Linked DNA regions of Drosophila melanogaster: region 1 is linked to region 2. The links are chromatin contacts, called in public Hi-C maps. All regions are on one chromosome and are shown on one strand. The core of a region is the stretch at or near the end of the contact, and the rest is flanking DNA. Distances in the headings are between cores, read along the strand shown. Region 1 holds the start of PEK (pancreatic eIF-2alpha kinase). Region 2 holds the start of Tim17b1.

Region 1 (6,637 bases), core at 1,134-3,633, 160 kb before region 2:
ATCGCGTTTTTGTGGCGTCTAGAGGCAGCCACACTATTTCCTTCTTTTCGCTTTCGTTTCCGGCGAAGTAAGTAAATTAAATTTCTCTGTATATTTTCCTTTAATAATATTCTGTTTTTGTTTTTAGCGGTGTTAATACATTCATCGAACAACAAGGTGGGTTTCCGCGGACACCATAATGGGAGTCTGTACACCGGAAAAACGGCAAATAATCATGGAATAACCTGCAAACGCCAACCCACGTGCACAAAAATCTACTGGCGAACTTTATCTGTGATTTTTTGTGACTAAGTGGTTCCTTGGGACAACCCAGGATAGGAGTACCCTACGGGCACTGCCCGATTCGTAATAGCACCTCGATGCCGTCCAAAAGTTCCATGCTTCGCACAGTGCACATTGATTGCAAAATTTCAGCGTTCATTTTTGGCCTCCGCTTTTCTTGTTGTTTTTAACGTGATTTCAATAACTTCTTGTGGAAGATTAATAAGTGATCCGTGTTATCAGTTTTTGTTTTTATCATTAAATGTTGCCCCAGGCCGGTCGGGTACAGGAATTTTCACCAGACTCCGCTTTATTTTTATATAAAATGATGTTTTTAATGTACTGTTGCCCAGAGCTGTGCACCTCAATATCTTCAATGTTTAAAGTACTTTTCGTTTAATCAAATGCATGCAAATGATCGAAACCCTCAAGCCCCAACGAATACCTATGATGAATGCCTACGGCTCTAAAGATTATCTTTTCTCATCCACAGCTAAGCCATGGCCGACACACAAGCCAAGTCCACTACTGCGCCCAAGGCCGCCAAGGCCCAGAAGGCTCCCAAGGCCGTCAAGGCGCCTAAGGCCGAGAAGCCCGCCGCCTCAGAGGCTAAAGTTTCCGCCAAGAAGTACAAGCGTCACGGACGCCTCTTCGCCAAGGCCGTCTTCACCGGCTACAAGCGTGGTCTGAGGAACCAGCACGAGAACCAGGCCATCCTCAAGGTATGTCTATACTTCAATGTGATGGGTCCGGACTTCACAGAGTTTTTCAAATAATAATTAATACATTCCAGTTCTGTAAAAACATTTTAGTAATGTAATTGATTAACCAACATATTACATTGCAGATTGAGGGCGCCCGCCGCAAGGAGCACGGATCCTTCTACGTTGGGAAGCGTTGCGTCTATGTCTACAAGGCCGAGACCAAGAAGTGCGTGCCGCAGCATCCCGAGCGCAAGACCCGCGTCCGCGCTGTCTGGGGCAAGGTCACCCGCATCCACGGCAACACCGGCGCTGTGCGTGCCCGTTTCAACAGGAACCTGCCCGGTCATGCCATGGGCCACCGCATCCGCATCGTTAGTTCAAACACACCTTTTCTGTCCGACAATTGGGTTGTATTAACATGCCTTCTTTTTTCTTGCAGATGCTGTACCCATCAAGGATTTAAGTTAATATCCGACTTGAATTACTGACCTGCAGGAGTAAAAAATCCGTTTTACATTAAATGAAACACTTTAAATTTAATTAAAACGCAACTTGGCTTTTTTATTAAGGCGAGATACCGATTGAAAGTTGACGGTAATCTGTATATCGATTGATGGCTGTTCGGTTTGACTTTCCCTACTGCAATGAATTATCTTTTGGCGGGACCATCCACTTCGCATTAAAATCCATTTATATTGATCTTAAGTAGCAGATGAAGACGATGGAAACGTTTTAGAGTACGAATTGAATGTGGATTTCGAGACTCTTGGCTAATGTCGTTCCTTTAGATCAGACATACCACTTCTACCATAATAGATTTTAATTAGTTTTGAAAATCTCAAAACTATTTTTTGTATTGCCAAAGTCAACGAATACTGTAGTGTGTACTACTAACGAATCTTTTCGCAAGGACACTAGGGGTGTATGGCGTAGCCTTTCTGCTCGAAAATCATACGAATTCAAGTTTCTGTTAATCAACAATGCGGTTTCTAAAAAAATCAAGGAAATGGTTTCATAGTAATCAAAAGTTTTTTAAAAAGAATAAATGTTGTAATAAACGTTTCTATATTATGACGAATATACCACCTAACATATTTTTAGAAGGTAGAGCATATTTAAATTAAAGTAATGTTTGAATTTCATTTGGTATGTGTCAGAATTATAGCCGAATAGAATTTATTTTTAAAACACGTCGAATAATAGAAGTATTCAATAAGAGATGAGATGGAAATAATACTTCATCTACTTTAATAATTATTGTTAAGTTGTCCCTATTTGTGTCAAAACATGGGCGTCAAACATTGTTTTAAATTAGTTACTGGAAAAGTTTAAAATAGTAAAACCTTAGTGAAACTGTTCCCACCGTGTGTATTTTTTTGGTACTTTTAGGTAATGACGAAATAAACTGTATTGTGGTGTCATCTGTTATTTTAAGGCTGTCAAAACGCGGTCACACTTGCAATCGCGCGTTTTGCGGCCCAATCGGAACAAAAACATAAACTGACCAGTTTTAGTGGATTTAAATAGTGGAGTTGCGATTGATTGCTGCAGGAGCCATCGAGAGTGATGCGGAGATGTGCGCCGACCTTGCCGGGAGCCACTGCCGCCGCTGTTCCACCAACCGACCCCCCGAAGTGAGGTCAACACGTCACCGTTCGAACCAATTAGAGACTTGCATTTCTGCACCGTTCCCCGCGTCCGATCGCCAACGACCAGGATTACGTTATATGCGCGTACGATGCAGGACGACCTGGATGGCATCGTGAGGCATCGTCGCCGGAGCCTGAGCTTCCTGCAGATCGTCACGCTCACTATGGCCGGCCTGGTGGCTTTCGATCCCGCCCAGGTGCTAGCTGGGCACCCAACTACTGATTCGGAGCTCCAGACTGCCGGATCTCCCCGTCCCCCCGGGCTCGAACACTGCGTAGATCAGGAGGAGCGTCGCGTTGCAAGAAGGTACGTACCCTAACCAAAGTATCGGGAGGAATGCACTGGTATCGAATGGATTGTAGCAGAAGAAGAAGAGTGCGTTATGTGTGTGTTATGTTTATGTTCTCGAACATTCGCTAAAACGCGGTGCAAGTGGATAAACGAGCAGCCAGCACCTAGGCAAATATTGCGAAGAACACGTTAGTGATATTTGGTTGAACTACTCGAAAAGTGCCTATTTAATCAGCTAAAACGGGGAATTCGAAGAGAACTGTGGTACGACGGGGGGCCAGTGAAAATACGTAGCTCAAAATTCTCGGCTGATCCGACAAGTTGGTAACATTTGCGACGGCCCTTAGCTTTAAGTACCTTGTCCCGTCTAACACGAGAAATTCGGAGAGCTTCTGTTCAACTTGAAGTCTGGGAGCGATCTGATAATATGAACCCACATGTTTGCACCTTGGCCAACTATGAAAACCCGTAATCAGTGGACGCGCTTATCAAGCATGCGGTGAGTCATTTGCAAGATCTTAACTGAATTTTTGTTTGAGGCAGACGTCTAGATATGTTGTTTGGCAAGCATGCCAATCCGAACTGGTTTCCCCGATTGTTTTGCTTTCCTTTGCGTTTGTGCAAGGTTTTCACTGAATTTCACAATTCTCCCCCCGTTTGCTTTATCCCCCCTTTTTGCGGGCGCCATTTTCGGCTCCTTGGTGGGCGCGACAGAGATGGCGATAGGGGAAATGGAGAGGGGCCAACTGACACTTGTTGTTCCTCGAGTTCTTGTCTTCTTGGCGCAAAAACAGCTGAGTTTACTTCCCATTTACCTTTTCTACGCTGTCAGCTGGGTCTGCCAGTGTGCCCCTTTTCCTGCTTTCCTTTATTCTTGCCCCATGCACCGTGTACCTGGTGACGGAATCGGTTGCAAGCACAAATCAACTTTTTGTATAATTGCAAATTTAACTCTAGTATTTAATCTTTCGAGTTGAAATATTTTAAACAGTTAACCAAAGGCTTACTCACTTACAGAAAATTCAATTTTTACATTAATTGCACGAATAGAAAATATTACATAAAAATCAAATCATTACTTGAATCTATGTATGCTGTGTTTTTTGTTTTTTCTTCAAAATCTTGTGTTTGTTTATTTCAAGCTCGCCCATGGTAATTGGATATTACCTACATAAAGGGTATACGGTATTCTTATATTTAACAAGAACGGCTTTTAAAAACATATTGGCCTCGCCCACTCTAAATTCCACAAGCTACAAAATCCTTGTTACGCTGACACGGTATCATTTAGCGAAAATAACAATTTGGCAAATTCCGCCATTATGGACTATTAGCTAATATGGAGTAGTCGATATTTATTTATTAAATATGGAAATAAAAACATTAAAACTTGGTATTGCATTATTTATTCTATCCACAGACTCCTATACATTTCCACGCTTGATGGTCGACTGAGCGCTCTGGACATCGCCAAGTCCGGCAAACTGCGCTGGAGTGTGCCCACCGGACCGGGGCCACTAATCTCGTCCAGCATCCATCGATTGGAGCTGACCAACAATGGGCAGTTCGTACGCATGATTCCCTCTTTGAGCGGCGGCATCTACAAGTTCGACGGGGACTCCATCGATCCCATTCCAATCACGGCGGAGCACCTACTCAGCTCGAGCGCCAAATTCAGCGATGATCTGGTTATATCCGGAGGCAAGGAGACACGCTCATACGGTGTTTCCGTTCGCACTGGCCAGCTGCTGTATGAATGTTCTCTAAACGGATGTGTAAACTCTACGGAGGAAGGGCTTGCAATCGACGACACCATTAGGGAGCCCGATGAGGAGGATCAGCTGGAGGACGGAGAACAGTTAAGGGACGAGGCCGGCTACATAGTGCGCCATGATCCTCTCCTTGACGACGTTATTATCGTCCGCCGCCAGACACAAACGGTTCGGGCCGTGGAATCCCGGACCGGAGTGGAGCGTTGGAACTTTAGCGTAGGTCAGCATGAGTTGGATCTGGTGAGACCTTCCGAGTGCCAGCTACAGCCGCGCGATGAGCTGGAGCTGGCTGTTTTGGATGTGGATATAAAGGTGGTAGTGCCCGAGGGAATTATCTGCGCCTTCAGCAAAAGTGAGCCACAGACTATGCTGTGGAAGTACAAGGTAAGTGGTGATGGCTTTAATATTAAAGGCAAATTTACTTAGTACTTTTCGTGTGCTTTTCAGTTTGATCACCCAATTGTGAGTGCCTGGAATACAAATGCCGACGACGAATTGCAGCCTATTGATTTGTTTAGCTCGGCCCAGTGGCTTTGGGACCAGGACGAAAATGACACGGAGCTGCCCAATGCGCCACAAAGCCCGCCATCCATCTACTTGGGCATGTACGATAAACAGTTGTATATTCAGGAGTCAATACGTCTACGCCAGGAGATTATGGACCAGACCAAGGTCTATCAGCAGCTTACAGGCGACACCAGCCTGATGCCCAGGATTCCCTGGAAGCCGATATCCGCCAGTAGCAAATCGCTGGTAATCTTCCGGAAAGACCAGGAGGACCCTGAAATGATTGCTGAGGGAGCTGTGGCACAAGGAGGGGAACTGGTGCCCTATGATGATGAAAACTTCGCTGTGGCAGCGCAGTCCGTATTGAATGCATCGGAGTTTGTCAATGGCAATGGTTTTTACTTCTACACCACTGGCGATCTGAACGGCCCGCAAGAGTGCAGTACGCAGAATAATCCAACTGACCTTCCAGCAATCACAGCTCCAACATCGCCTACCAATGCCACATCTGAGGGAACGGAAGCTACTGGAAACCATAGCGTCAACGACGATTTGGGCTTTAGTTTGGATGACATTGATGCGCCTGTAAAGGTTGTGATATTGTCGTTGTGGTTCTGGTGGAAGGAAATCGTGGTCATAGCATTTACGTCGGCTGTGATTCTAAATATTTTCATGGGCCAACGAAACCAGCGCGTGGAGCGAGAGTATCTGGTCATTGAACGTCATGTGCCTGTTCAAACGGCCATCGAGGCCACCGAAGCATCCACACAGGCTTTACTAGGTCCAGTGGTGCCGATGCAGCGACCTGGAAATCGTTTTAGCTTCCCACCTGGACAAGCAAATCAGCGCACCATTTCGGAGTCTACAACTCATTCAGGCGAGCATTACACTTCCCGCTTTCAGTCCGACTTCGAGTTGATGCAGTGCCTTGGTCGCGGTGGTTTCGGAGTGGTCTTCGAAGCTAAGAACAAGCTGGATGAGAACCGATACGCCATTAAGCGCATAACGCTACCCAATAAGGAATCTTCAAGACAGCGAGTCCTTCGCGAGGCTCGAACTTTGGCTAGTTGTGAGCACCACAACATCGTGCGATACTTCCATGTAAGTTCTTCTATCTATTTAAAAGTTAAAATTAAGTTTTTAAGTATTATCTGATGATAAAACTCTTTATTGTAAAATTTCCAGTCCTGGACCGAGACACCGCCGACTGGTTGGCAGGAAGAAGAGGATCGCAAGCTGCTTGCCCACGAGCTGTCCACCTCTATCCAGATAGAGACGCCGGACGATAGTACAATGCCTTCGTTGACGGAGCAGTTGAAGGAGAAACGCCAACAGCAGCTCTTGTCCTGGGTTTCGGATGCAGCCAATAGCACCGCTTGTAGTCACGACTTTCATCTACCAGGCGAGTCATCACTCAAGAACATACGCGAGGAGTACGACTACGATGAGGAA
Region 2 (6,917 bases), core at 82-2,581:
GTTGGCATATCGATTGAAGTAGCAGACAAAAACAAAATAAATAAAATCCATTTGTCTGTTACACACTTTTCTAGGAATCTAGTAGAATCCACTGACTCCACGGGTGCAGAAACAAGCATTATAAAGTGGAATATTTAGGCTTAGATATATTAAGGTTCGAGTTTCTGGCTTGATCAAAGGAGTTTTGTAGGAGGAAACCCCAAATAAGTTTGGAATTTCAAGTATGGAGCTTTGAAGCACACGCGCCTCCCAAAAAGCCACCACACTTCGGCTGGACTTCAGACTGTCTATATAAATATGCCGAAGCAAAATATATTTATGATTCTAAAACTTGCACTGTACGACAATTGAATTTAAATTGAAATGGGAATGCCGCCAGTATCAGATTCGAACAATCAAAGCAATCTTTTATAAATTGGTATGCAATCGTCGATCCACGCGTTCGCGGATGGATAGCGACGACTAGGCGATGACGCAGCGAAGAATTCTACAATGCCGAAGAGTCAATCTGGAATTAAAGAGTGTGAGTGGCGGAATTATTGAGGCGTATTATTGCGCAGGGGATTTCACTTACCTCTCCATAAGTCGCTGCGAGTGGAGAAACGCCCTTTTGCTGCCGTAAAAGCTCCTGCTTATACCGTTGCTGCCGCTCCACGGGCGACACCTGGCGGTAGGAATCCGCCGAATAATGGGACACCACAATGCCCACGCCCTCTATTAGGGCCAATAGAGCCCCGCCCACCAAGGCACTACTGAGCATGGAGGTTAGTCCTGCCAAAAAGAGGAATAAGCAAAAAAGTAAATATTCGCATATTCGTGCGATAATAGCCATAAAGTTAAGCAGAAAGAAAAACAAGGCAAAAAGGATATAAGGATATAAAAGTCCTGAGAAAGCATTGAAAACCAGCCTGGTTTACTAATTGTTAATGCATTTGTCTGAAAAAAAAAACTTTAAAACTCACCAGTTCTAGCAGCAAGAATGCCCCCGGTGGTTGCTCCACTAATTATGGCGTTCCACGGGTCCTCCTTCTTCCGGAAGTAAACCAGTGAGCAGTCGATGGCGCTGAAGGTAGCGCCCCACACCGCAAAGTTACCACCCACCAGGCCGGATCGAGCCCGTACCGCCGCCAATCCTCCGCTCAATCGGTATCCCAGGCCGGAGGGGGCGTTTCGAAAGCCCTTGATCGCCTGGAAGGCTCCTCCGCCCAAGGCGCCCATTGCGAAGGCTCCACCACAATCCTCGACAATGCGAAAGGGACAAGGCTCCCGACCGTACTCCGCCATGTCAGTTGATTATCGGACTCAGGAGAGTTCAGTCGATAAAATTGATGGGGTGACAGACACACACAGCAGAATAGATGGACAAGTCAAAGCCTCCTTGAGAGCGATTTTCAATTCAAAGTTTCATTAAAAAACTTTTAAAGCAAATAGAAAAAATTACATTTTAAAATTAGAATCAGTAATTAGAAGCACTCGACACGTGTGTTATTCCTTACAAATTACTTATACTTCATACTTTTCCGATTTAATTCTATCGAACACCTAAGGACAAGTCACATGAAAATCGTGACTTCTCGCCAATTGTTTAAAGGCTGATCTAACAAAAAACAAAACAGATCAAAAACCGTTTAAAAAAACATTTAAAATGCGTCGTTTTGCCGTATTTGGACACTCGCTGATCGTCAAGATAATCATTACAAAACGATAGCAATTGCACAACAAAAAGGTTGAATAAAAAAGGCAAACGGGCTGCCAATAAATAAATTGTTATTACCCGGTTATGGTCACAATTCGAGCTGGAAATTTGTAAGTGATAAGGATCGCAACAGATTGCGCTCCGATCGCTACAAGCCCAAATATTCCATTCCCAACCGATTTACAACCACTCTCCCACTTTTCCAGGAGCAAATCGCGCAGCGTGGATCACGGCCTTGCGGCTCCATTCGACTTGGACTCGCTCCGCTCCAAAGTGGAGCAGCGCTTCGAGAGCGTCGACAAATTATCAAGTAAGTCACTATTCAAATAAGTATAATTTAATTAGACAGACTTAAACCGATGGAGAATCTTTGGTTAGGGCAGCAGATGGATGCAGAATTATATGAAAATCATTTTGTATTTCTCAAAACAAATACTTATTTCGGGAAGGATCCTTGCTGAACCCCGGCTTAAGCCCCCTGTATCCACTCACTTTCAATTAAAATAGTTCAATTTAAACTTATATGTAATATGAATGTAAAATTTGTGTAGAACTCGTAGGTTCCTCAAGTCAACGCTAGGGTATTCTGCCGCCAGGTGTCGCTCATGCTCACACTCTATGTAAAATCGATGTATTATTAGAAAAGTGTACATATTGAATCAAATCAGCTAGCAAAAAGGGTGTTTTTTTTTTTAATTCTACAGTATTCCGATTCCGATATATCAGAACAGATTGTACTTTGCGCGTTACATTCAATTTTAGTGCCTAAACCAGAGGCATTCTTAACATAATCATAAAATAATTTTCATTAAAAAAAAAAACATACTTACTTACTGGCATTAGTTTGAAGTTGATTCAGGGAATTGTGCGCCAACCGGGGGGTACCTATAAACAAATTCTTATCGCACCTCCCGTTTGAAAGTGCGCGCCAAAGCTAACAGCGCTGATAGTTGATTACATGTATGAATGTAATTGTGACAGTTCGAGAAAACTGATGAGCCCGCAGTTTTAACGATACAAAAAAACCGTATGATACAGGGCTAGAAATGGTGGAATTGATTGAGATATACTGGCACATGCCAACCAACGAGTTCTCGGTTATCTACCACTGCCGGCAGCAGGTTCCGCCCACAGGTGTGATCTGCTCGCACTTGCGACCCGATGGCGACTCTTTCGAGGTCTTCCAGCAGCGTGCCCCGAAGAAGCACGATCCTCCGAGTAAAGAACTGCGAGCACGTACCTCCAGCGATACGATGCCATTATTAATTATGATTTCTTTTCGTTCCGCAGGGCAAAAGTCTTCATTGCCCACCATACCCACCATTTCCTACACCGTGGGCAATCGCGACACCCTGACCTCCGTGGCCGCCCGGTTCGACACCACGCCCTCGGAGCTGACCCACCTCAACCGGCTGAACAGCTCCTTCATCTATCCGGGCCAGCAGCTGCTGGTGCCGGACAAGAGCGCCAAGGACGACGCCTCCAGCAGCTCCACCCACGACGCGGACGGTGCCAGCCTGTCCGGCAAATCGAGTCCGGTCGAGCGCAAGTTGTCCGGCGACGAGAGCCGCGAGAAAGGTAAGAACGGAAGCCAACCCAGGCGCTGCTCCGTGGAAATGGTGCAATTGGTGCGACGATAGTGAAGCGTTTGCCATCATCGCCGCTTGAGATTTTCATTTTCACGAGCTTTTTACATGCATGTGCCAACATTTTTTGAGAAACTCCGTATTGCGTTCTTCCATCGCTTTTTGGGTCGCATTTACTAGAGAAGTCCAAACATTTGCATACTATCATATATCCAGATGCGCAATTAACTGTACATATCGCTTATTTGATTTTAGTTTTTTTTTTAATTAGTTCTTCTTAATAATGTTTTGTTAGCAACTGCGAAAAGCGGCTATGTTTATTACATTGTAAAAACTAAACTAATTTGGAAAACTATTGAACATTTGAAGCCCTCAAAAATGTTTAGTATATAAATTGATATATAATTGCTATAATTACAAGAAGAAGTTAGTCTCAGGGCTAGCTTTAACTTTAAAGTAACTTTATTCAGCTATTTAATACAGAAAAGGTATGTGCATATGTTAATTGATTAATTTCAGATGGCAAATTAATGTTTGGCCACATTTTGTAATAACTTTAAGATTTTTGGCGCCACTTCTTCCACAAACAGCATTGCAGTTTCATGAATAACCTTACTTTAGACGAGAACTTTTTAGTATATTCCATTACTATGAGGTATATATAAACAACCGAGCTGCGGTCACACTGCTGGCCAATGTTGACTGTTTCATAGAACGTGTTTTTCCGCTGTTTCTCACTTTAAAAAGGCTATAAAATCGAATCGGTCGAGTGCCGAAAGCCACGTACTGAGAGCCGGATAATCCACGACGTAGAGTGCGCCCGGACGTACTCGATATTCTAAGTTTCAGCATGCACACGGCTGTCTTCTGGCGCAATGGAGGTTATTGTTTGATTTTCTACCTTTGTTGTCGCTCCGATCTGTGAAAAAGTGCTAATTGCGGTTGACAAACTCCTGGCCTTGAAGGTCCAGATATTCCGGAAAGTATAACCTTCGGTCAAGCAAGGGTCTCGTTGTCCATGTCCCAGGAAACCGAATCTCGGTTATGGATGATAAAGAAGTTGCACTAATAGATTCAAAAGGCATCATAACTATTGTAGTTTCGAGCTAGAAACTAGAAATTACACTGTTAAATTTAAAACTTACTACCACCCAGTTAGTCGGAACTATTAAAAAGCCCTTTTCGAAAGTCGTATAATGTATAACATTTCTTCCCATCCCATGACCCTATGCAAAAGCTACACCCTTTAGGCAATATCTTTACGACATCACCTTACACGCCGAACTACCTAGGAAAAGCGCTATAATGCCGTTCCCATTCACTGGTCGTAACACCTAGAACAACAAAGGGGGTCACAAGGCGTAGATTTAGTTTAAACTATCCCATATATCAATTTTGCTTTCACAATCTTATCGCGGCCACGGGTGTAGTTGATAAAATCACAGCCCAGCAAAATAGTACCCGAAAATCACTTGCCCCTAATATAATATAATAACTAAATGGCGTTTTTGCAGCCACCTAGCCAGCAAAGATATTAACCAAATGCCGCTCCTTGCAGACATACTCGAGGGCCTGCGCCCCGGATCCCCAAAACCGGGACACATCGAGCGCGTGGGCGGCAGTAGCCAGCAGCAGCAGGCGGAGGAGGAGGCCAACAAAAGCGACGATCCGGTGATCACACAGCGCTTCCTCAAGATCAATGTGCGCCACATCACGGACGGACAGGGCGTGGTGGGCGGCGTCCTGCTGGTCACGCCCAACGCCGTTATGTTCGATCCCAACGTCAGCGATCCCCTGGTCATCGAGCACGGCCCGGAGAGCTACGGCGTCATTGCGCCCATGGAGCTGGTGGTCAACGCCGCCATCTTCCACGACATTGCGCACATGCGAGTGGCCGGAGGAGCAGGTCAGGGCCTGAACTCCGCCTCGGGAGACGCGGAGAAACCGGAAATCTACTATCCCAAACCAGTATTAGTCGAAGAAGACTCCAAGGAGCTACCCGAGCAGCAGTCGCTGCTGGGCGAAGACGGTAATAAGCGCTTAGATGGTAAGTTCCTCGACGGGTCATTCCTGAAATCAAGTTTCTGTAACTCCTACATAAAATCGTTGAAGATGATTAACTGCTTAGCTTGCCTAAGATCGTTCGGAAGCAGAAGTATAGAAACAGTGATAAAATTTCCTTTTTCAGAAGAAATTCGCTTACTAATGCTATTTTCTTATCTAACAACAGCAGAAATAGGGTCGCTGGAAATCGCTGACGACCAAGAGTCGCTTTGCTCCAGCACTGGACGCGATGGCGACGCGTTTCCCAAAGCCTTCGACCGCGAACGTGTGGAGGTAAGTCATTTTTATCATATTACTCCTGTGTCCCAACTTATTGCTCTTTCATTTTCTACAGGACTCTTCTATGGAAGCCAAAGATAGCGCTAAGACTGACGCTCTAGACGATGAAGACAAGAAGGCCGGCCTGGGCCTCTCCAGCACTCGCTCCACCCTCGAGGAGCGGCGCAAGAGTTTGTTGGATCACCACTGGGCCATTCCGAGCAAAGACCGGTTAGTGTTTGCCCAGCTGCCTCACGCTTGTGTTCACACATTCTCCAGGCATTTTTGTTTGTTGATCCATTTTAAGATGTTTTTTCTCACTTCGCAAAAAATGTACATTTTTTGTATAATTGTACTTTTGATTTTTGAAGAACGTATTATAATGTTCGATTTTAAGTAGTTAACATAATGTAAGTAATTTGTTTACCATTCGTATTTTTACCATAAACATTATTATTAGATAATTTGGTTTACCTAATCGAAATGGCAAAGTTTAATCGCGAAATTATAAATTGATTAATTTCATACATCGTATCCATAATACCTTTTGATGGAAATGCGATTTGAATCTGTTTTCTGTTCTGTTCATGATTGCCATAAAACTCATTAATTTGATAACTCAGGACTATAAACGCATTTCTAAATCAATGAAATCGATAGCTATATATAATCGAGAATATATTATCTCAAGTAGACTTCATGAAGTGAAGTGCTTGAAACACAACTGTGTGAACTATTTCATCACTGGAAAGCATTTATAGAAGATAAGACTTTGGCTTGCCAAAGACCACTTTTAATTGTTTTAATAACTGCTGTTTGTTTTTTGCGTTTTTATTTTCATATTTTGACCACGCCACGCCAAAAACCCTACCCATAAATGCAATTTGTGTTTATAAACCAACCGCTTTACACCAAAACTCATAATACCTCACACCCCCAAAAACCACTTGTACATAAATCTGTGTGTGTGCCGCGCCCCAAATATTACTCAGCTATTGTTTGTCTAATTCCCGAAGATCCTCGGAAGATGAGGGCGACAACGAGTCAAACGTTACCGTAGACAGTGGCGCACGAGTCCAGGATCCGCACTCGGCCAATAGTTCGGTCAGCGGCGTGCCGCTTAGCCAGCCCCCTGTGGCTGCTGCTGCAGCTGCCGCTGCCGTCGCACCCGCCTCCGCCGTCGTTCCTCTGCCTCCCTCGGGCATTGATCTGGAGCACTTGGAGCAGCTGTCCAAGCAGTCGTGCTACGACTCGGGCATCGATATCCGCGAGCCCGTTCCCAACGTACAGCCGATACCAAAAAAAACCGTCTA

Evidence for each region. Hi-C and Micro-C count contacts between places; a contact is called where the count stands out from the background.
Region 1: a contact with region 2 is called in a Hi-C map of the Kc167 cell line, with 1.9 times the contacts expected there. The contact joins the promoter of PEK here to the promoter of Tim17b1 in region 2. A contact is called at or near these places in 12 of 107 Hi-C or Micro-C datasets (the D17-c3 cell line, the Kc167 cell line, the ML-DmBG3-c2 cell line and 4 more).

Annotation. Positions count from the first base shown.
Region 1 is chr3R:5,460,499-5,467,135 of dm6, reverse strand. It overlaps PEK (pancreatic eIF-2alpha kinase), which reads left to right and starts at 2,383. Exons shown (of 4, transcript NM_141281.3): 1 at 2,383-2,921; 2 at 4,327-5,062; 3 at 5,126-6,286; 4 at 6,371-6,637. The coding sequence starts at 2,704. RpL35A (Ribosomal protein L35A) reads left to right here and starts at 35. Exons shown (of 5, transcript NM_141282.3): 1 at 35-67; 2 at 128-156; 3 at 755-983; 4 at 1,109-1,336; 5 at 1,405-1,506. The coding sequence starts at 762. The coding sequence ends at 1,428.
Region 2 is chr3R:5,294,559-5,301,475 of dm6, reverse strand. Tim17b1 reads right to left here and starts at 1,331. Exons shown (of 3, transcript NM_141269.3): 1 at 963-1,331; 2 at 575-771; 3 at 290-508. The coding sequence starts at 1,284. The coding sequence ends at 488. mtd (mustard) reads left to right here. Exons shown (of 15, transcript NM_001144535.2): 2 at 1,903-2,006; 3 at 2,987-3,274; 4 at 4,841-5,329; 5 at 5,513-5,619; 6 at 5,681-5,835; 7 at 6,621-6,917. The coding sequence starts at 5,050.